7 separate regions of the Mus musculus genome follow, and regions 1, 3, 4, 5, 6 and 7 are each linked to region 2. The links are chromatin contacts, called in public ChIA-PET, Hi-C, HiChIP or PLAC-seq, capture Hi-C and promoter capture Hi-C maps. All regions are on one chromosome and are shown on one strand. The core of a region is the stretch at or near the end of the contact, and the rest is flanking DNA. Distances in the headings are between cores, read along the strand shown. Region 1 overlaps Npc2 (NPC intracellular cholesterol transporter 2). Region 2 holds the start of Dlst (dihydrolipoamide S-succinyltransferase (E2 component of 2-oxo-glutarate complex)). Region 3 holds the start of Abcd4 (ATP-binding cassette, sub-family D (ALD), member 4). Region 4 holds the start of Fos (FBJ osteosarcoma oncogene). Region 5 holds the start of Syndig1l (synapse differentiation inducing 1 like). Region 6 holds the start of Jdp2 (Jun dimerization protein 2). Region 7 has its middle 15 kb from the start of Gm32296.

The links. Promoter capture Hi-C pulls out the DNA fragments that hold promoters and counts their contacts. Hi-C and Micro-C count contacts between places; a contact is called where the count stands out from the background. ChIA-PET counts read pairs in DNA pulled down with a chosen protein or histone mark. HiChIP or PLAC-seq counts read pairs in DNA pulled down with a chosen protein or histone mark. Capture Hi-C pulls out chosen DNA fragments and counts their contacts.
Region 1: an H3K4me3 HiChIP or PLAC-seq map of pro-B cells shows a contact between it and region 2, with 5 times the contacts expected there. The contact joins the enhancer-like site here to the promoter of Dlst in region 2. A contact is called at or near these places in 11 of 39 promoter capture datasets (3T3-L1-derived adipocytes, the C10 cell line, HPC-7-derived erythroid cells and 8 more), 1 of 15 datasets of contacts at CTCF or cohesin (the NIH/3T3 cell line), 1 of 484 Hi-C or Micro-C datasets (CD8 T cells), 3 of 115 datasets of contacts at active chromatin or transcription factors (embryonic stem cells, memory CD8 T cells and pro-B cells) and 1 of 9 other capture datasets (adipose tissue).
Region 3: a contact with region 2 is called in a Hi-C map of granulocyte-monocyte progenitors, with 6 times the contacts expected there. The contact joins the promoter of Abcd4 here to the promoter of Dlst in region 2. A contact is called at or near these places in 2 of 39 promoter capture datasets (hippocampal neurons and pre-B cells), 3 of 484 Hi-C or Micro-C datasets (granulocyte-monocyte progenitors, memory CD8 T cells and rod photoreceptor), 1 of 115 datasets of contacts at active chromatin or transcription factors (bone marrow-derived macrophages) and 2 of 9 other capture datasets (embryonic stem cells and pancreatic islet).
Region 4: an RNA polymerase II ChIA-PET map of memory CD8 T cells shows a contact between it and region 2, with 37 read pairs. The contact joins the promoter of Fos here to the promoter of Dlst in region 2. A contact is called at or near these places in 5 of 39 promoter capture datasets (the C10 cell line, cranial neural crest, embryonic stem cells and 1 more), 1 of 15 datasets of contacts at CTCF or cohesin (large pre-B cells), 3 of 484 Hi-C or Micro-C datasets (B cells, erythroblasts and pre-B cells), 9 of 115 datasets of contacts at active chromatin or transcription factors (cardiomyocytes, embryonic midbrain, embryonic stem cells and 5 more) and 4 of 9 other capture datasets (adipose tissue, embryonic stem cells, macrophages and 1 more).
Region 5: a capture Hi-C map of embryonic stem cells shows a contact between it and region 2, with 2.6 times the contacts expected there. The contact joins the promoter of Syndig1l here to the promoter of Dlst in region 2. A contact is called at or near these places in 2 of 39 promoter capture datasets (embryonic stem cells and stem cell-derived epiblast-like cells) and 1 of 9 other capture datasets (embryonic stem cells).
Region 6: a contact with region 2 is called in an H3K27ac HiChIP or PLAC-seq map of microglia, with 5 times the contacts expected there. The contact joins the promoter of Jdp2 here to the promoter of Dlst in region 2. A contact is called at or near these places in 1 of 39 promoter capture datasets (neutrophils), 2 of 115 datasets of contacts at active chromatin or transcription factors (memory CD8 T cells and microglia) and 1 of 9 other capture datasets (adipose tissue).
Region 7: a contact with region 2 is called in a promoter capture Hi-C map of embryonic stem cells, with 2.2 times the contacts expected there. The contact joins the enhancer-like site here to the promoter of Dlst in region 2. A contact is called at or near these places in 6 of 39 promoter capture datasets (the C10 cell line, embryonic stem cells, hippocampal neurons and 3 more), 1 of 115 datasets of contacts at active chromatin or transcription factors (large pre-B cells) and 2 of 9 other capture datasets (adipose tissue and macrophages).

What each region holds. Positions count from the first base shown.
Region 1 is chr12:84,753,717-84,756,920 of GRCm38.p6, reverse strand. Npc2 (NPC intracellular cholesterol transporter 2) reads left to right here. Exons shown (of 4, transcript NM_023409.4): 4 at 1-2,362. Among named protein-coding and RNA genes, the nearest start is that of Npc2, 18 kb to the left of the region's middle. Within about 2 kb of position 1,425, at least 20 of the 459 cell types and tissues checked have an H3K27ac peak or open chromatin away from gene starts, as enhancers often do. A contact at or near this core is called in pro-B cells, where this site is marked.
Region 2 is chr12:85,109,357-85,112,235 of GRCm38.p6, reverse strand. Dlst (dihydrolipoamide S-succinyltransferase (E2 component of 2-oxo-glutarate complex)) reads right to left here and starts at 1,403. Exons shown (of 15, transcript NM_030225.4): 1 at 1,277-1,403; 2 at 705-738. The coding sequence starts at 1,339. It also overlaps a transcript of Prox2 not described here.
Region 3 is chr12:84,616,009-84,618,963 of GRCm38.p6, reverse strand. Abcd4 (ATP-binding cassette, sub-family D (ALD), member 4) reads left to right here and starts at 1,498. Exons shown (of 19, transcript NM_008992.2): 1 at 1,498-1,681. The coding sequence starts at 1,644.
Region 4 is chr12:85,472,581-85,475,446 of GRCm38.p6, reverse strand. Fos (FBJ osteosarcoma oncogene) reads right to left here and starts at 1,557. Exons shown (of 4, transcript NM_010234.3): 1 at 1,267-1,557; 2 at 261-512. The coding sequence starts at 1,407.
Region 5 is chr12:84,697,356-84,700,191 of GRCm38.p6, reverse strand. Syndig1l (synapse differentiation inducing 1 like) reads left to right here and starts at 1,385. Exons shown (of 4, transcript NM_001033334.2): 1 at 1,385-1,666.
Region 6 is chr12:85,598,158-85,600,946 of GRCm38.p6, reverse strand. Jdp2 (Jun dimerization protein 2) reads right to left here and starts at 1,531. Exons shown (of 4, transcript NM_030887.2): 1 at 1,333-1,531.
Region 7 is chr12:85,512,916-85,515,888 of GRCm38.p6, reverse strand. No RefSeq gene overlaps it. Among named protein-coding and RNA genes, the nearest start is that of Gm32296, 15 kb to the left of the region's middle. Within about 2 kb of position 1,513, at least 14 of the 459 cell types and tissues checked have an H3K27ac peak or open chromatin away from gene starts, as enhancers often do.

The DNA.
Region 1 (3,204 bases), core at 176-2,675, 360 kb after region 2:
CCTCTGGGGAGGCTTCGGGAGGGAAAGGGGAAACTGGAAAGATTAGATTGGTGTCCATGGCTGTTTGCTGTTGGATTACAGGCAGGTTCCACCAGACAGGATGGGACGGGGTTGCTTAGGGATGTCAGATAACTTGACCCAGGGCTATGGATCCACTGTGAAGGATGGCTTCCCAGAGTCTTCTGGCTGCCTGGGGGTGTTACCTCCCCTGTTTCTAAGTGCCTCCTGAGTCCCCAGCCCCTGGCTTATCAGTCAGATGAGTCTCCTTGGTAGCCTCTGCCCCATCGCTTCAGCAGTAGCGACTAGCTCTCCTCGGTATCCAGACTGGCTGAGGGGCAGTCTGCCGCAGAAATTTGTCTCTGAGTGGCTGTGTCTTTGTGGTTAGCTCTCGTTCTTTGGTAGTTTTCATTAAAGCCAATACTTGGTTGCAGGTGCTTGGTTTTGTTTTTTAACGGTATTTGTCTGTATCCTCTCTCTGCATGTAAGATTGAGCCTCCCCATAAATTCTAACTTGCCACTCCTGCGTGTGTGTTCAGTCTGTGGTTGCCTACTTCTTCCAGATGGCAGCCTCCTAGGTCCATAGCAGGCAGCCACCCAGTTCCGAAGCTCTAGAGAAGATGTGACTCACAGGACTCACGGGCACCGCCTCTTTCCTCGTTTTTATTTATACCAGCTAGACTTTATCCATAGAAAGTGGCCTTGTTCTGCATTGCTGTCAGTGTGCCTGAAGCAGCAACCACCACCTAGCACCACTTGAGGAGGCGTGGTGACGGGGACACTACGCGCCCTCATGGGGAAGCCTAGAAAGGAGAGGGAGGAAGAGGCTGTGGCTCTATGGAGGCAGGAGGGATGTGAGTTCCAGGCCAGTCCGAGTGGCAGCATAGTGAGATCCATTTAAATAAAGAAGTAGGCCCAAGCCGACAAGGGGCAGAAGGGTCGTGAGTTCCACACCAGCCTGGACTTAACCACTCTGCCGTCCCACCCTTCCCTGACTCAATTTCAGTTCTAGAAGGCAACAGAGGCATGAAGACTGCTGCAAGTTGGAGACCAACCCCGTCTACAAAATGAGCTCAAGGCCAGCCTGAGCTAAAGGAGACCTAGTCTCAGATGGGGAGAGAGAACATCATAGCAGATAACAGTTCCCTTTACTATATCTCAAGATGACTGACAGGTATGGTCATGGATCATAGTTTTTGGTAGGGAATGCACACGCTGTTTTTGAGATGAGGTCTGACGTATCTCAGGCTGGCTTTGAACTAGCCATGTATCGGAGAACCTTGACTTTCTGAGCCTCCTGCTTCTACCTCAAGTGCTGAGATTGCCAGTGTAGGCCCCCATTCATAAAATCCGAATAGCATAGGACTGGAGGCTTGCGGGTTTTTTTTTACCTGTGAGTTTCCCAGGCAAACCACCAGGGGGCAGCAATGGGTCAATAATGAAGTTCTTACCGGTGACCTGTTCACCCACTGTACAGAGGTCTTTTGTGTATCCTTTCACCCTGAGCCCACCCTATCTTCCCATATGAGTCAGAATCATGTGAACTCCAAAAGTAGTTACCTGCTGAGGTCGTTGCTTCCAGCTGCCCGTGGTTAAATTTTGGCTCCTCCAGTTATTCAGCTGTGAATGTGAGCTGTAAGTGATTCCATCTCTCCGTGCTTCAATTTGGATTTTCCTAATCCATTGACCAGGGACAATGGTAGCGCCATGTGAAGTGAAATGAGGCATGTAAAACACGAGTCAGGGCGTGCGGTATACACGCTGTCGGTGTGAGCCATTGTGCTAGGCTGCTCTTTTTGTCTAGAAATAGGAAAATCCGGAGGCTCAATCTCATGTGTAATGTGTCTCAGAAAAACATAGCTATCGTCTGTGTGGGAGCTTGCTGAGGGGCCAGGAGAAACTCACTTCTGTGTTTGCTGACTCCCTTTTCCCAACAGATTCTTCTTGCCTTTTTAGCTCTGCAACTAACAGCTCTCAAACCCGAAAAAATGGGGGGTGGGAGGAGGAAGCTCTGTTAGTGCCCTTGTGTCCTCATCAGAACAGGAGGTGACCCAACAGCTTAGGACTGTTTGCTTACGGGCCACTGGGAGGCTCAGTGGAGCCTGCAGTTGTGAGATAGGTAGTCTCCCATGGGAGGATTAGTTTGAAAGGTCATCCCTACAAGAAAGTTCACAGTCATTAACACAGAAGCCTTGAATCCTAAGCATACAAAGGGCCCCGTGTTTTCTACTGCCTGTCTCTGTGCAAACCTTGAGTCTTAGACCCACTCTTCCCTTACAGGAATCTGAGGCAGGTAAATCTCAAGATCCCCAATGCTATGGTCTGATCTTCATACTAATAAAAATCAAGGGGTGGAATCATTTCAGATCCTGGATGCCTGATTTTGAAGGAAGTTGTGTGTGTGTGTGTGTGTGTGTGTGTGTGTGTATGTGTGTGTGTGTGTTAAAAAACAGGGCTGGAGATGAGGCTTAAAGGATAAAAGGTCTCCCCAGAACCCACTAACAAAGCGAGATGTGGGGCTGAAGAGATGGCTCAGTGGTTAAGTACATTGGCTGCTCTTCCAGAGGACTGGGGTTCAGTTTTCAGCACCCACATGGTGGCTCATAGCTCCCTGTAACTGCACTTCCAGGGGGTCAGACACCCTCTTCGGGCATGGCATACACATGATACACGGACTTATTTGGGACTGGGGAGCCATGAATCGAGGGTAGGAACTGTGGCAAAGCAAAAGTGGGGTAAAGGTGTGTCCAAACCCCAGAAATCTGATCCTGAGATTGGCAGGAGTAAGGTCTCTGCACCCCCACGTCCCCCCACCCTCACCCCTGCTCTGAGCCTTCCTGTCCTGGAGCATGAAGCTTGGGACACACACACACACACACACACACACACACACACACCGCCTTTGCCCCCTGGAGGAGGCTACACAGCCAAGTAGCCAGGTCAAGCTTCCTCTCCCTTATAAGGTCATGTCCATCGGTACCTGGAATTCCTCCTTATGCAAATGAGACCCCAGCACCCTGCCCCAGGCCAATGATGTACATTCACTCCAAAAGCCCCTACCCACGCCCCAAAGGTTGCGTAGCAGCCTTTGTTCCCCCATTGGAGCTGTCTCCCAAGAGTCTGTTCTTGCTGCACTCATAACTGCCTGATCTGAAGCCACTCTGGTCACCCAAGGTGGACAGAGACGCGGAGCCTGAACAGCAGCAG
Region 2 (2,879 bases), core at 154-2,653:
AATGCCAAGTGTGTACACAGTACACATAAAGAAAAATAAATTTAAGGGAAAAAATATCTAAACTTCCGAAAGCCTCTACACCATCATCTTCCTCGAGATACTGTTTCCTTTAACTAATGGCTTCTGACCAGTCACTTTGTTTCCAATTCCAAAAGAATGCCACACCTGTTTCCTTCTTCACTGACTTCATGCATTCTACCCCTTTCTTTCTCTCTCTTCTTCTTCTCTTCACTGACTGTCACATCCTGCAAGCCACAACTTTAATGTCACCTATTTAAACCTGTTCTGTCCATGTTTCCAAACACTTAGATGATTGATGATCAGCAATTTACACCATGCCTTTCCCTTACGCCTCAGGCTCCTGGAGGACAAGACTTTTTGCATTGTTGTATTTCTAACGAGCATCTAGCACAGTGCCCTGACAGTGTAAATTCAGTAACCGTGGGCCGCTGGTGTTGCTCAGTGGTTAAGTGCTTGCCTCCCATGCCCTAGCTTCTATCCTCAGCACCACAAAAAGCTGAACAAAACCCAGTAAGGATGCGCCGGGTGAGTACATGACAGCAGTTATACTTAAGGGAGTCTTTTGCTTCGCATCTCTCTGAATTCATTGTCTTTAAATACCATGAGAAGAAACATCAGATTTCCTCCCATGCTGCTCTGCCCACGAGAAGTGCATTTTAGGTGACCGCAAGGGCAGAACTTACCAGGCAGGGAACGTCTCCCTAGAGGGCAGTTCCCCTGTTGAGAAAGAAGACATTATCGACGTCACCCAAAATGAAAAGAGGGGGGAAAAAAACAAACAAACATTTTTTTTAAGGGCACGTTTATCGTGCTGCTGACAGGTAATGACACGTTTATCGTGCTCTTAACTCCGAAAGTAGACGCAAAACACCGAGTCGGCCAAACTCTGTCATCCTCCCCTGAGCCTGCCAGGCGCTAGTTTGGAGACCGCGAAGAGACAGGCCGCGGAATACGGTTGGGGGCCGTGCCTCCTCTCTTAACTCTAAGTCAATGTCGCTGCGGGCGCGGCTCCCAGCCCCGGAGCAAAGGGTTCGGGACAGCGGGAAAACGGCCGGCGCGGGCTGCCTGGGAGAGGACAGGGGCTCCGGGGCTCCGTACACGCGGCTGGGCGGCTCCGCGGGCGTCGGCAGCCACCGCGTCCCGGTGCCCTTGGTGGCCGGCCTGGCCAGCACACAGCGTCCCTGCCCTTCGGCCTGCCCGTCCGCCCACAGCCATGTTCGGCACCCATCGGAGCCCGGGCCCCGCCAGACAGTACCTTCTGGAAGGCAGAAAGCGAGCGGCTGAACGCCCGGGACACGCAGCGTGACCGGGACAGCATCGCGGAGGCAGCGGGATGGAGGGCGGGCGGACACCGGATACAGGGCCCGGCAGCAACCGGAAGTGAGACCGGCCGCGGCACCAGCCAAGCGGCGAGGGGTGTTCGGAGCGAACCACTAACCGTGCTGGGTGCCGGGCGGTGTGAGCCGGGCTCGCATCCTTAGCGGTCCCAGCGCGGGGCATCTGTGGCGCTGTCAAGAGAAGGCCAACTTGGGTTAGTATTCTTCGAGGACAACCATCCGGCCACCGGAGCGCCCCCGGGTTCAAGCCTTCCCTGCCTTTCCTCAGAGCTGGTTCTGTTTGGCGCCGTTTTCTGCTGCCCCCAAACCTAGCCTTTCTGCCTCTGCATTCTAGGAAGAGAGGGAAATGGCTAGGAACTTAGATCTCAGGCCGGTGATTAGGCTTATGTGGACTTGGGCAGGTGGGTCGCGATCCTTTGGAGGGTCCAACGACCCTTTCAGTGGGATCACATATCAGATATCTAGCATACCGGATAATTACATTACAACTCACAACAGTAGCAAATTTACAGTTATGAAGTAGCAACAAAATAATCTTATGGCCCGGGATCACTACAAGAGGAACTGTATTAAAGGACCTGTAAGACTTCACCAACTAGCCCCACTGTGCTTTAGCTCCTGATCTTCTCCCGCCCCTGAGCAAACTCTCCAGCCAAGCTAACTGTGCTCCACCCAGCTTGTGAACTCTGGAAGTTATTTGCTACCCAACTCTGGGAATGTGACATACTAATCTTATGGGGGTTACACTTTTGTTCAATGTCATGCCCCATTGGCAGAGGTTGTAGAAACGCTTGTAGGCTTCCTGCGCCCCCTCCCCCCGCAGCTTTGTGTATACCATTCTGCCCATTGCCTTACATTGAAAGCGCTTGCCACCCTTACCCTGCTTACTTGCTCGCTCTTAAATCCCTAGGCCTTTAACCCTGGCTTCCTAACAGAAATAGTATTCCATGAGCTCAGCTGAATAAATATCAAATTAATGTCTGAATGAATAAATGAACCACGTAGTGCCTTTGATTTTTTTTTTTTGAGTTATTTTGCCTAATTTTCAAAACCTTCACAAAGCCTCTGCTCACCAAACCCTGGATCCAATGGCATTGGAATCTCTGAGCCTTGGGCAGAAGCCCTGATTAGAAAGAGAGACATCATCTGTCCCAGCTGCCCTCACTATTGAGCCTGTAATGCCCTTCATCTGTTTCCTTCAAAGCTTCCTTGTAGCAGGTCTAAGACTCCACTTTCACTCTCTCCACTCCGCCTTCACACCTCTGTCAAAGATCCTTTGTTAGTGTAGAGTTAATCCTGCCACTCCCCTGCTTAAATTCTTCCAGTTGCTACTGCCTGCCTGTCTATACAGCCCAAACTCCTCAGCTAGCCCAAGCACCTAATTATCCGGCTCGTGGCTTCTGAGCTCTCATTTTCACAGATACTGAGCCATAATTCGCTGCTGACCATCTGCCCCGATCCCCACCTCACTCCCGACCCCACCCAATGCACTATTTCATTCCCCATGTTTGCGTCCGCTGT
Region 3 (2,955 bases), core at 249-2,748, 490 kb after region 2:
GTCTATAAGCATTTCATACATTTCTCGTTTAAGGATCGCAGCACTTGGAGGCAGAGGCAGGTGGATCTCTGAGATCCTGGCTAGCCTGGTGTAGAGAGCGAGTTTCAGGACAGCCAGGGCTACACAGTGGAACACTGTTTCGGGAAGAAAAAACAAAAACAAAAACAGAATAAACCAAAAGAACCAAAACAGCTGCAATCTAAACCAAACCAAACCAGAAACCCACTATAAATCAGTAGTGTTGAAAACTGCAAATGTAAAGTGAGGATCCTCTACCCTTTTTTTTTTTTTTTCCCCTTGAGGCAGGTCTCCTGTTGTCCAGGCTAATCATGAACTCAGCGCTTTCTATGTATCTGAGGCATATCTGGAACTCTTGATCCTCCTGCTCTACTGCCTCAGGTCCAGAATTACAGGGTTGAGCTGCCATATATGTCTGGAAAACTGATTTATATGTTTATTTCTGTAGTGCTGGGGCCTTATGTATGACACGCAAGTCGTTTACCACTAAGTCACATCTACCCGACTTAAATGATCATGCTGGGGCTGGTGAGATGGCTCAGTGGGTAAGAGTACCCGACTGCTTTTCCAAAGGTCCAGAGTTCAAATCCCAGCAACCACATGGTGGCTCACAACCATCCGTAACTAGATCTGACGCCCTCTTCTGGTGTGTCTGAAGACAGCTACAGTGTACTTACATATAATAAATACATCTTTAAAAAAAAAAAAAGTCACGCTGGCCAGGCATGATGGCGCATGCCTTTAATCCCAGCACTTGGGAGACAGAGGCAGGCGGATTTCTGAGTTCGAGGCCAGCCTGGTCTACAAAGTGAGTTCCAGGACAGCCAAGGCTACACAGAGAAACCCCGTTTCGAAAAACAAACAAAAAACAAACAAACAAAATCACGCTGGGGAGAGATGGGACGTCCTGGAGAGATGGCTCTGTGGTTACAAGCACTGGCTGCTCTTTCAGAAGCCCTGGGTCTGTAACTAGAGTTCCAGGGACTCCAATGCCCTCTTCTGGACTCTGCAGGCACCAGGCACTCACGTGGTACTCATACATGCAGGCAAAACATTCCTATACATAAAATACATTTTCAAGAAAATCTTGTAAATCGTGCTGGGACCAGGGAGCCAGCTCACCCGATGAAGGCTTTTCTCGCCAATCCTGACAACCTGAGTTGGCTCCTCGGGAGCCCTCATGATGGAAGGAGAAAATTGACTCCTCAAAGTTGTTCTCTGACACTTACGCCCTGGTTCACAGTTCGCGTGAACACACACATAGCTCACTAAATAAATATGTATTTTTTAAATTAATTAATTTTTTAAAAAACAGATCACGCTGTCTTCTCTGGGAGAAAGTTACACTCGGAACTACCAGTTGGCAAAAGAAACCTCCCAGCCCCACAGGGGACGCTCTGGCCACCCGGCCAGCTCTATAACCTCTTGCTACTCTCTTGTTCTTCAGGAAAGGCTGCGCTTCCGGGAACGGCCACAGCGCCGGAGCCGTCTTCTCTATCTAGCGCGTCTCTGTGGTCGCCAGAGTCCCACCCCTTTCCTCCTAGGGCGGGGCCCCGAGCTCTGAGGACTCTGCCCGGGGAGGACACCGGGCTTGCTCGGTCGCCTCGTCGCTTGCATCCCGGGTCATGGCGGTCCCGGGACCCACGGCCCGAGCTGGTGCCAGGTGAGCAGGGCTAGTGAGGACGGCCGGGTTGTCAGGGACGCACTGCCTGGGCAGTGGGGAAGGGGCTGCTCCCCTGCGGGTCCTTCCTTGCAACTTTCCTTCAGTTTGGGCTATTTGGAACCCTGGCTGCACAGAATGGAGTTGACGCTGCCTCACTCTAGGTACTGCGGACCCCCCTCTTTTGGCATCTTCCTCCCTTAGTTTTCGTTCTCAATTCCGATCTGCTCTTGGCACACCCTCCTTTGCATTAATTTTTTTCAGACCCTCTTACTTAAATTATCCTGTTACCTTAAAATATATGTTGACTTTGGATTCATGAATCATGTTGTGATTTTTTAAAAGAGAGAAGTTTTTAAACTGAGCATTGGGTTTTTTAGGTCATCCATGCTATATGACTTTTCACTCCTGAATGGTGCTCAGCGTCACCCTGGATAGATTCTATTTCCCTAGTAAAGGATGCCTGGATTACTTCCAGTATTTCAAGCACCACAAAGTACACCGTAATGAATATCCTGGCAATTGTCTCTTGATAGATAGATACTGATGGTTTCTCTTTAAGTTATCCACCTCAGGATAGAATGCTGAGCCATACTTAATTCTATAATGTTTTGGGGTGGTCGCGTCCAATTTATAGTTCCTGACAGCAATATATAAAGGTTCTAGTGTCCCTTATAACCATCCCCATATTTGGTATTGTTTAGTTTATTTTTCCTAATATGTATCTAAATGATGTATGTAAGATGGTATTTTTTAAAGGTTTATTTATTTATAATATGTAAGTACACTGTAGCTGTCTTCAGACACCTCAGAAAAGGGCAGATATCATTACCGAATGGTTATGAGCCACCATGTGGTTGCTGGGATTTGAACTCAGGACCTTCAGAAGAACAGTCAGTGCTCTTAACTGCTGAGTCATCCCTCCAGCCCTGTAAGATGGTATCCTATTGTAATAACTTTATTTTTATTTTATTGGGGGGGGGCGCATGCACATGCACGTGTGATATGTGTGCCATGACACAGGAATGGAGATCAGGGAACAGGTTTTGGAGTTGGTTTTTTCCGCAGTGGGATCTGGGGCTGGAATTCAGATCTTGGCGACAAACACTTGGACCTTTTGCTGGCTGAGCCATCTTGTCAACTACACTGTGCTAACTTAGTACATTTATTAGGCTCGTGGATTGTCCCTTTCATAGACTGCCTGCTTATATCCTCTCCTCACTTTCCTATGAAATATCCTGATGTGCTGGGTACATCACGTGTTGGCGCACGCCTTT
Region 4 (2,866 bases), core at 308-2,807, 360 kb before region 2:
GCATTTAAAGTGAGATCTTTAGCAGGGGAACAAAGAAGCTCCCCGGCTAGAGAATGAAGTAGGAAGCTGTCAGGGAAACTGTCTAGAGTTTGTCTTGGGTCCAACTGTCAAAATCTGACAAGGGAGGGAAAGGGCTAGCAGCCACAGCTCCTGGTCAGGAAGTGCAGTCAGTAGCGTCCCTTCTCTGTTGTGTGGTCTGTGCGTCAGTCTCCGCCCCCCCCCCCCCCCCCAGCCCACAAAGGTCCAGAATCGCTGCTCACCTGCTCTACTTTGCCCCTTCTGCCGATGCTCTGCGCTCTGCCTCCTGACACGGTCTTCACCATTCCCGCTCTGGCGTAAGCCCCAGCAGACTGGGTGGGGAGTCCGTAAGGATGGGGCGCTCTGGTCTGCGATGGGGCCACGGAGGAGACCAGAGTGGGCTGCACCAGCCACTGCAGGTCTGGGCTGGTGGAGATGGCTGTCACCGTGGGGATAAAGTTGGCACTAGAGACGGACAGATCTGCGCAAAAGTCCTGAAACAAAACAAAAAGAGGAAAGCGGAGGTGAGCGAGGAGGTTCCAGACACAGGTGGAGCAAGTGGCCCTAGTGTCGCATGAAGCAGGGAGAGAGAAGCATTCCGGTCAGAGACTGCTTATGTCTTCCTGTATGCACCTCATCGGAGATAAAAGCTCTCCCAATATCCTCCCTTGAATTCCGCAGCGCAGCCTTTCTCCTCCATCCTACTGCTGCGTTCCCGTTATCCCTTCGGCATCACTCGCTCGAAAGGGGGTTTGTTATAAATATCCCTGACGTCTGCGCTGACGCAGGCGCTGCTCCGGAGTCTCCAGAATGAACTCGCTTTTTATCAATGAAACTGCCTTACACACCCGCCCGCAGCACCCTCCTCCCTCCTCCCTCCTCCCTGCTCCAGGCTGCCCCGGGAGGGGGGATTGCCGCGGTTTGCCGCCTCCCAAACTCTAGTTAGCGACTCTTTGCTCGAGACTTGTTGGCCCCGGCTGATCTCAGAAACAAGTCGGCCGAGAGAAGAATGCAGGCAGGCCACTCAGAATAAACCTGCCGCGCGGGAAGGGGTCACTAAGTCTTACTATGACAAGTGTGCACGCGCTCAGACAAGTCCTGGGTTCCCAGGCTAAGGCTGCTCTGACCGCGCCAGTCTCCCTCCAGAGCGAAAAAGGAAGACCCCCCCGCCCCTGCGAGTCACACCCCAGTGTCTCCTCCACGGCGACCCTCAGCGCGGACCTGGCGGCTACACAAAGCCAAACTCACCTGTGTGTTGACAGGAGAGCCCATGCTGGAGAAGGAGTCGGCTGGGGAATGGTAGTAGGAAAGGCTGTCCCCGGCCGGGGAGGCGCTACTGCAGCGGGAGGATGACGCCTCGTAGTCGGCGTTGAAACCCGAGAACATCATGGTCGAAGTTTGGGGAAAGCCCGGCAAGGGGTCCAGGGGTAGACACTGGTGGGAGCTGCAGAGCAGAGCTGGGTGGGAGCGCGGTCACTGCTCGTTCGCGGAACCGCCGGCTCTATCCAGTCTTCTCAGTTGCTCGCTGCAGTCGCGGTTGGAGTAGTAGGCGCCTCAGCTGGCGCCTTTATAGAAGCGCTGTGAATGGATGGACTTCCTACGTCACTGGGCGGAACTGGAAGGGGGGGGAAGCGCGCCCCAAGGCCCTCTGCGGGCGCTCTGTCGTCAACTCTACGCCCCAGGCTTTCAACCCCCGTCTTGGCATACATCTTTCACCTATGAGTGTTCACATTTGGGATCTTAGGGGGTCTCCTAGACCTTCCGCGTGTAGGATTTCGGAGATGGTCCCCCCCCCAGAACAACAGGGACCGGCCGTGGAAACCTGCTGACGCAGATGTCCTAATATGGACATCCTGTGTAAAGGAGGGAGGGATTGACGGGAACAGCTCGCCGGCTGCAGCCAACTCTGAGGGTGCAGCGCAGGGGGGGAACCGGGGCCGCGGCCGGGGGAGGGGAGGCGGGAAAGGCAGAGAAGGCGAGCGAACATTCGCACCTGATTCAATGTGGACCCGGTTCCCAGGGTCAAGGGATGAGACCCGGGTCATTGTCCAGCAATCTGGAACTTTTTTTTTTTTTTTGAGTCTCTGGTATTAGGAGAAGCAAGTACGCAGCCTTAAAGGCTCGAAGCCTCTGTTCCTAAAGGAAAGCTTGCCCACATCAGCCCCCCATCCCAAATCAGTGCAGAGAAGAAAAAGGGGGGGTCAGCTTCTCAGCCCCTCTCTCCAGCTCCTTGCCTGGAGAAACTTTAGGACTGAGGTTGGAAGCAGCAAGTGAAGGATTGTAAATAAGTGTACAATAACCTGATTTAACTACAGTACTGGGTTCATTCATAAATTCGTGTTTTAAAGGACGGCAGCACCTACTCCCCGACCCTTAGCCACTTAGAGCTATCAAGGCGACAGTCCCCGTTGACACTGACGGATAAACATTGTGCAAAACCACCCTACAAGTATGCCTGAAGGGGTCGTATGTTTAGTTTTGAGCTGAGACCAGAGGGCGAGTCGGGGCAGGGGGGGAGCTCAGAATTACAAAGTGAGGTGAGCTCGGGGGGGGGGGGGGAGGAGAAAGCAAGTCGGTGCTGGGGAGATGGGGGTCTGAATACGTGCAGCCTGGAAACTGCGCTTACAAGGAACCCGCCTGCAGCGGGTGATTTTCCAGATCGGACTTGGGAAGGGGGGTGGGGGCGCAGAGGGGACGGGAAGAAAGGTTCCCAGCTGTGCCGAGATTTTGGCGTCTGGGACCTGAGAACAGCTTTGAGTCTTGGAAGATGGAACTTTGAAGAGGTCAGGTGCTTCAGTGTAGAACAAACACACCCCTACTTGCCCTCGGCCTCCTGTCCTTCCGCAGA
Region 5 (2,836 bases), core at 136-2,635, 410 kb after region 2:
GCTAAAGGGAACTGCTTTAGATGTTCTGCGCCCACAAGAGCTCCCTCCCATTCAGTGTAGGTTGGCATCCCGACATGGGAGAAGGGAGGGGTCACTGCAGAGTTTTGTTCCCAGGATTCTACAGCTGCCTCAGCTTCAGCGTGCTCTGGAGTTCCCTTTGCCCATCGCTATTTACCTTCCTTTAATGAGAATATGCCTTTTTTCCTGTCCTCTGGGTACCATGATGAATCTCAAGACCTTGTCATGGGTAGAGGGGAAGGCATGAACAATGCTGGTATCCATCCATTCACAACACTCGCGGTAGGGCTAATCTCTCACCATGCTTAAAAAGACAAAAAACAAAACAAAACAAAACAAATGACAAAAATTTAAATTAAATTAAGTTAAATTAAATTAAATTAAATTAAAGGGCTAGCAAGATGGCTCAGCAGGTAAGAGCACTGACTGTTCTTCTGAAGATCCTGAGTTCAAATCCCAGCAATAACATGGTGGCTCATAACCACCCATAATGAATAAATCTAAAAAAATAAAAATCTATGGGAGCTCAAGAAGAAGAAAAAAAAGAGCCGCATAGTTGGGAACACAGAGCCGCCAGAACCCTACAGTCAGATTAGATTTCAGGCCTCCTCATGGGAGAATGACAGAGATGGCTCACCCACTGAGCCTATTGGATGCCAATGTGTCACATATATGTCCTTATATGACCCCCTCATTGATGGATTCCGTCTGGAGAATTTGACAGGTTTTGTAACTTCCTCTGGGTCACACAGTGTTTGGAACAAACTATCACCAAAACTCATGGGCTATAGAACCTATATACTTCCCAACAGAACTGAAGTCTCCAAATCCCGATATTTAAGCTGTGTTGACCTCAGCACAACTCATCCATGTTTGGGAGACAGAGGGTACCTAGTAGATTGTTAAGATAATTAAATGAGATCACTCTGGCTAAATAAATAAATAACCTGGCGTGGTTTATTTAGTAGGCATTCAATAAATATTTTTGTTTGTTTGTTTCTCTTTGTAGGGCTGATCAATAATTTGAACTCAGAGCTTGGGAGCCTCAGAGCTCAAAAATACTCTAAGAAGCTCAAGGGTCGCGCGCGCATCGCTTCTGGGGTGCGCGAGAGGAGGCAGGGGAGAAAAGCTGGAGAAGAGGGTTTGGCTCCAGGAAGCAGAAAAGCCGGTTCCAGCTGCGCGCCCCTCGCGCCGCCGCCGCCTCCTCCGGGCTCCCCGACTTCCCGCCCCGCCCCGCCCCGCCCCTCCCCTCCCGGGAGCTGGGTCCGGAGTGCCTGGTGGGCTGGTTCTGGAGCGTGGAAGGGAGCACGGAGGCGAGAGGCAGGCGGTGGCGGCGGGAGGCGGGGACCCTCCTCGCCGCTCCCCCAAGTCGGCGCGGAGCCGCCTCGGGCCGGGCTGAGAGCTGAGCGCGGCGGAGCCGGGATGCGGGGCTCCCGGGACCGTGTAGGGCGCGCGGGGCGGCGGCGGGCGAGCGGGAGCTGTCCACGGTTCTGAAGCAGCGGCGGCGACAGCGGCAGGGACGCGGGCCGGGAGCAGGGAGCTCTCCTGGAAGCTTCACCGCGGCCGCGAGGCGGGGACGCCGTTGCTCGCCGGCCCATGCCCGGTCCCCGAGCCCCGCGAGGAGGCGGGACGGTCCGCAGAGCGACAGGTAAGGAGCCGTCTGGGGGCGCAGCGGGAGCGCAGAGCTAGGCACCGAGAGAGCTGGGGAATGCTGGGGGAGCCTAGCAGTGCTGAAGCTCCAACCCCTACAGGTCCTCGCACTCCTTCAGAGCTCTGGCCAGGTCCAGCCCCACTCTTCACCTCCTTGTTGGGTGACTCTAGGAGAGACTTGAGGCATCCAGACTGTGATAGGTACCTGGGCACCTTGACCCTGTACCTCCAGGTCTTGGCCCTGACCTGAGACAGCTCTGAGACACCTTGCCTACTGATTACAGGAACATTGATGTGAGTCTCCCAGACTCCCTAGTATCAGTCTCCACTAAGATTCCATGACATTGGTCAAATCTGAGTGGATTTCACTCAGCTATTCCTTCCCATCCAAGCCTGGTCACTAGAGTGACTGGAGAAGCTGTGATCTCTTTGCTCTTGGGTTTCTTTGCCCTGGAATAGCCCTTGGGACAGGGAAATGGGGGCAGGGGTTGTCTATCTCCTCAGGACTGGTTAATACATTTCTTTGGGGGAAAGGAAAAGGTGACAGGTTCCTCAGCTTTTTCCGTGACTCTCTTCCTCTTGAAAAGGGGCTGGGCTTGCATCACACTGCTTGGTTTGGGAAGACAACGTAGTGGACCCGGATCTGGTTTTCTATTATATGCCTGAGTGCTGATGACCCCGACAGAGCTTCCATTTGGTTCTCTCTCTCTCTCTCTCTCTCTCTCTCTCTCTCTCTCTCTCTCTCTCTCTCTCTCTGGCAAGAGTATGTAGCATGAGCTCATTCAGGCCTGCAAAGTGCTTCCAGTTCTTCAGCCCAGAGTTCTGTGAGTGGCAGAACAGACCCATGGAAATAAAACTGCGTAGAGGTAGACTAGTTCACTGCTGTGGTTGACCACGGTCTTCAGACTGGCTCCTCGGCACCCTCCCACCCAGCTCAATTCCGCACCCTTGGAGGTCAAAAGGCTCTGGTTGGCAGCTTCTAATTCCTGGCATTAGTTGTCCAAGCTTATTAAGCCCAGTCTCCTCATCTCTAAGATGAGGATAAGAGCCTTGGGCATCTGTCCACCTCAGGAAACTGTCCTGAGATGCCAGGAGAGACATCTCCCCGCAGTGAGCTCCTCTCACTGCCCCAGTCCCCTAGTCGGGCCTGCTAACAGTGATCAGCTTA
Region 6 (2,789 bases), core at 282-2,781, 490 kb before region 2:
CCCCCCAGTCCTTCCTGCAACCTTTCAAACCACCCAGCACCCAGCTCTTCAGGAAGATTCTAGAGCTCCTCTGAACTGAAGCCAACGTGGAAGGGAAACAGAGGAGTCTTTGAGAAATCCATCCTCCCTACTACTTTAGGCAAAGTGAAACCTCTGGCGCCTTAGAGGCAGGAGAATAGTTGTTTCTATCCCCGGACCTCAGGTTTCTGTAAAGAACCCTGCTCACACCTGATCCCCGGTTAAACTCTTCCCTAGAAACCTGCACGGGAAGATAAGCCCGCCATCCAAGCTGAAGCCAGCCAGATTTGCTGAAAAGCAGGGAAAGCAAGAGGGGGTGATTTTTAAACCCTGGAGGGTGGGGGAGACTTGGGGGTGAGGTCGAGGGACGAGGAAGACAGTTGCTAACAGCCTTTGGGACAGGCAGGTACCCAGCTGTGGTACAGAGCCTGTTTCCCATGCTGCCTGAATTAAGATCCTGGGTAGAGTGGCCCAAGATTTAACAATACACAGACCTGTGCCACAGTCCCCTGGAAGGTGCCACTCCAACACATAAGGGCTGGACAATCTTCTAGGGGGAGCTGACTCAAATAGTCGATTGATTCCCCTCTTGCACCCGCCTCTCCACCTCTATCCCCAAATGGCCCATCCATTTCTGCAAATGAGTCAAGGCATCCCAGGCCTGCCAGCTCCTCCAGATACCCAGGCAAAGCCTGTTTCTGCCGCTCCAAGGGTCCAGGAAGCCTAGCCTTCTTGGATAAGAGGGGAGGAAGAGTGCCTTCTAAACTGGGCAGGTTACCTAAAGAAGCCTGCTTACCTTCTTATATAACCTGATGTGCCTGACGGGATCCCAAGGGAACTGGGGACTGCCCCGTGGTTCCCTCCTAACCCAGCCAGAGCCCGCCGCAGCAATGCTCTTAAGCGAAGGAAGCCCTGTTGGTTAGATGCCTTTCTCAATACCCTCCCCTCCAGGTCTTGCAAAGAGAGCTACGGAAGAGGCTGAGGCGCGACCTGTCAGCAGGTCTGGGGCGTGCATGCCCCCTTGAGTCCCCCGCAGTCCCCGGCACAGTTTTCTCCCGCTCACCCCGCCCTCTCCTCCGTCTGTGCACAGCCTCCCAGCAAGAGCACTGGGGAAGGAAAGCAAGGAGGGAGCGCCCCGCTGTCCCGGCCACAGACAGGACTGTCCTGCCCAGCCGGGGAACCACCGGTGGGCAGCGGCTGCAGCCATCCGATAGAGTATTCCGGCCCTGGGGTGGCGGGAGCCCCAGCGGTAGCTACTCCGGGGGAGGCCACCCCAGGTGCCCGCAGCCCCGCCTCCCCCCTCCGTGAACCCACCGTGCAGAAGCCGCTGGCGGAGGCGGCGGCCCCGGGCCCAGAACCCTGCTGCAGGCGCGGTGCCCACTCCGCGCTGCTGCCGCCCGCTGCCCAGGCCCGTCCCGGCCCGGGAGCCGCCGCGGCGCCAGCCCCGCCGCCGCCGCTGCAGCGTCCGCTGCCGCCAGCGCCCCCCGTCGCGGCCGCCGAGTGTCCCTCCCGCAGGCTGTGGCGGGCGGCGGGACGGGTTGCATCAGCCCCGGCTATATAGCGGGCCCTGAGTGGCGGGGAGGGGTCGGGAATGCGGAACCGGCCGAGCTGCCAGCTCCACACGTCAGAGGGGGACGGAGAGGAAGAGAAGGAGGGGACGGGGAGGAGGGGGTGTGGATCGCCCGCTTCACACCCACTGACCTTCACCTCCCCCGCCGCCGGCGCCCTCCTCCCGCCGATGCTCGCGCTCCTCCGCCTGCGGGGCCGGCCCGGGCCCCGCCGCGCTGGTCCCGGCAGCATTGCGGTCCGGCGGCGCGCCCCGCCCGCGGCTCCCGAGAGCGCGAGGCAGCAGGACACGGCGAGCGGTTATGTAAGCGCATCCCCTGCTCGGCCTTGCGGCCGCCACCCCCAAAATGCTACACAGCCCGGGAGGCAGCGACGCGAAGGCGGCGGCCGGATGAGCAGAGAACCCCTTCCAGCTCAGCCCACGCCGAACCATCCTCCTCCGTCCGGTGCGCTCTCCCCCAAATCCAGAGCGAGGGTTCCGCGCAGTGGTGTCTTCGGACGCTGCAGGATCTCGCAAGCTTGTTTTGTTTTTCCGCGGAGGAGCATGGGCGGGGGTTTAAGGCGTTTGGAAGCCTTAATCCCTACCCACTGTCCACCAAAGCGTCCTGACGTCCTGAAGCCATGCGGTGAATGAACGAGCTCCTGAAGTGGAACTGCACCCTGAGGCCACCGTTGTTGTCAGTGGCTGGCCCAGTTTGAGCCAGGGCTCTTTGCCCAACTCCAGCAGGCTTTTGCCTCCCTTTGACAGGACGCAGCAGTGAGCCTACCTGACTTCTGCCAAACCTCCAAAGGCCTTCTTCCTCAAGGACTCCAGGGCCAGCTTCCGTGCTCTCTTCCCACCCTGCTACAGAAGTAGATAGTAAAGAACACTCTAGATAAAATATGACAGTCCCTCAAAGGCGGATTGTCTCAGGCAGAAATGCGTGTGGCATCTGAGAACTATTTGCACACACACATAGACACACACAGGTCTCCATACCCTTGGGGGGGGGGGCAGACCCCCGCCCTCTTTCCTCTTAAATCAGAAAGGAGTGGCAATGTTGACACTCAGTGACCTTCGGCCTCCTTCTCAGAGAGACAGCAGGTCATCACCCATAGAAGAAAGGAAGTGAAAGAAAAAGTTCAAGTCTTCATAGAGTACAAATGCTGAGATCGAAAGACCAACAGGGAGGGAAGGAAGTCCACGCGCCAAGCCGGACAAGCAG
Region 7 (2,973 bases), core at 264-2,763, 400 kb before region 2:
CTTGATTATCTTAATTGGTGTGGAAAAAGACCCAGCTTAAAGGCGGGCAGGACTGTCCTCGGGTTTTGGTCCTGACTTGTATGTGATCTGAGTGGTAGGTATGTAAGCATTAGCGTTCTCTCTGCGCTTGACTGTGGATGTCAATTATTTTATGCACAGCACTTAGCATGGTCTTGGAGGCAGGAAGATGATGATGATGACGACGACGACGACGATGATGACAAAATAATTTTTTAAGAGTTCAGGACTAATCTGGACTACAGAGTAAGACCCTGGCATACACATCCCAAAGTCTCTGAGGGCTGGAGAGATGGCTCAGGATTTAACAACCATGCACTGCTCTTGCAGAGGACCTGAGTTCAGTTTCCAGCACCAACAAGGAGACCTGATATCCCTGGTTTCCTTGGGCATCAGCATACAGTGTATCTATGTGCACATGTGTGCACACATGCATTTACACACACACACACAACTAAGATAAATAAATAAAATATATATGTATTTCACTGGAGGTACAATTCATTTCTGAATGGGAGGACAGCTCTTTCTGGAGGAAACGATAAGTGTTCAAAACTCTTTAGAAGGTACATTGGCTTAATAGCCCCAAGGGAGAGAGAAAATAGCTATTTCCTGGCAGAGCCAAGTAAATGCAGCTGACTTCACCGACAGCTGCTGTGACCCCTGACTCTAGAATCAGGACATTACGGTTCAGAAGCAAAGACTTTGCAAGCAACTAACAGCTCTGCTGGTCACCTGCAAAGGACAACTGGCTGCCACTCAAAGCCAAGCCCAGAGAGGACTTAAAGCCGGCCTGCATCCTGGTCACCGCTTGGCCATGACATGGGCACCCTTCTTGGTGGAGGACCTCACACTATGAAGCAGCAGTGAGTGTCCAAATAAGTAAACAAACAAACAAACAAACAAACAAACAAACAAATAGGATGGAGAGCCACAGAGGAAGATCTTCTGCTCTGCTCTGCTCTGCTCTGGCCTCTGCTCAGGCACCACATACACCCTACCTACACCGCCACCACCCCCAATGACAGCAACAAGAAAGCAGCCAGCAGAGCAGCAGGAAGCGGGCAAAGCTGGACGGGGCAAACAAGGAGGGTGCTGAGTGCCCACTGTGCCCTCCCCAAGGACTTTCTCACCCAGGCCTCTGCCACAGACCGTCCTCTGATCTGCCTCAAAGGGTTTATAGTCTGACCCTGTACCGGGCTGCATCCCCGCTCCTGGGTTCCTGAGTGTTCAACACCCTGGGTTTTCCTTATAACCTGTTGTCTACAGAACCCTCTGGCTGTGGATAGCACAGAACACTTGGTGGTTCCGCTGGAGGCTTTCCAGGGAAGAAACCTTGAAGTGCATGGTCAGGGGAGAGGCCTGGGTGCTCCCCCGGAATCCAGGTGAGGAGCTGGAGAAAGGAAATGAATGAGAGACCGGAGAGGCAGGGCCTGTGCAATGAAGCCCGCCTCCCTCAAGCCAAAGTAAAAGCCACATCAGAAAGAGACCAGCCATGTGAAGAATTCGTTTTCTAGTGAAGAAGGCCAATAAGGAGGCCTAGGACTGTGCTGGTGCTAATGAACACACAGGCCCGGAGCTGAGAGCGCAGACTGGGGCTTTCCTGAGGCTGAAAAGGTTCATTCCCTAGAGCCTTTGGTAGGAGAAGGTTGAGGCAGGGAGGCCCTGCTGCAGCAGAGACACAAGGCAGGACCTGTTCTACACAGACTGTTGGGCCTCTCTGCTGCATTTCCCAAGGTGTGAGGACCCATCAAGGAAGCTGTGGCCTGACTGGGTGCTCTAGTGAGACTGTCTCTTGGGAGGCCTTCAGCACCTGTCTGTCCCTAACACTGACTCCAGCCTTTAGGGTCAACAGCCCAACCAGGCATTTCTTCCAGCTGCAGAATGTCCTCTCACAGGACCCTGGGAGTCCACCCTGCGGTGACACAGCTGGCTTCAGTCGTGACTAACCCAGGTTTGAGACCAGACTTTCCATAATGGGGCAAACCTCAGAAAAAGTCCATTGCTTCTGCAGGGGCTTTCTTTGCCCATCTGCAGTTGGCTCATCCTGAGGTCACAGAGGGCTCACCTTCCTCTTCCCCATTTTCTAAGGCCCTTTGTTCCTATGGGAAAGGCCCAGAGCCTGGCTCTTAGTCACCAAGCTGTTCTATCCTGGGCGCCTGCACATCTGCTTCCTAGGGGCTGGAGATGCAAGGCCTGTCTCTACACATCCCCATATCCAGAGCCATGGGCCACAGGGGACAGACAAGAAAACCAACTTTTCTAATTTGCAACACAGCCTGCCCCACAATACAGATAAGTACAGGATCCTCTGGGGGCCTGGAGATTGGGACTTCTATCAAGCCTGGGTGAATCGGGAAAAGTTATCCCAAGATAGTGGAAGGTGATCAAGAATTAGGCCCTGCAAGTAATAACATGCCAGTCTACTTGAAAATCTGGGACAAAATTTTCAGACAGGAGATGGCTCAGTCAATTTATCCTGAAGACATGAGGGCCTGAGTTCAATTCCCAAGACTCACATTTAAAAAAACAAAAACAAGCATGGAGATACAAGCGGGATTGCTGAGGCTTGGCTGGCTCTCAGACTAGCTAAAAATGGCCAGCTCTGGGTTCAGGAAGATGCTCTGTCTCAAGAGAATAAAGTAGAGAATGACAGATCAGAGTGACACCTGGCATTTCTGTACCCTGATGAAAGGCCAGGTCACAGAGCTTACTTGGTGATGATATTTCAACAGCTCTGACACCCGTGTCCTCTCCAGATAGAAAGCATAGTTCAAGACCCAGCAATCCCCTTTCCCCACCTCTGCAAAAGTGAAACCATCTAAACAGAGGGAGCTTCAGGCTGGACCACGGGCACACAGCGTGAGCAAATGATCTGGTCCATTTGTGACTACAGCATAACCTAACCTGTTCCTGACTGAGTTACCAGCATGGCTCAAACAGGGGCTGATTCAG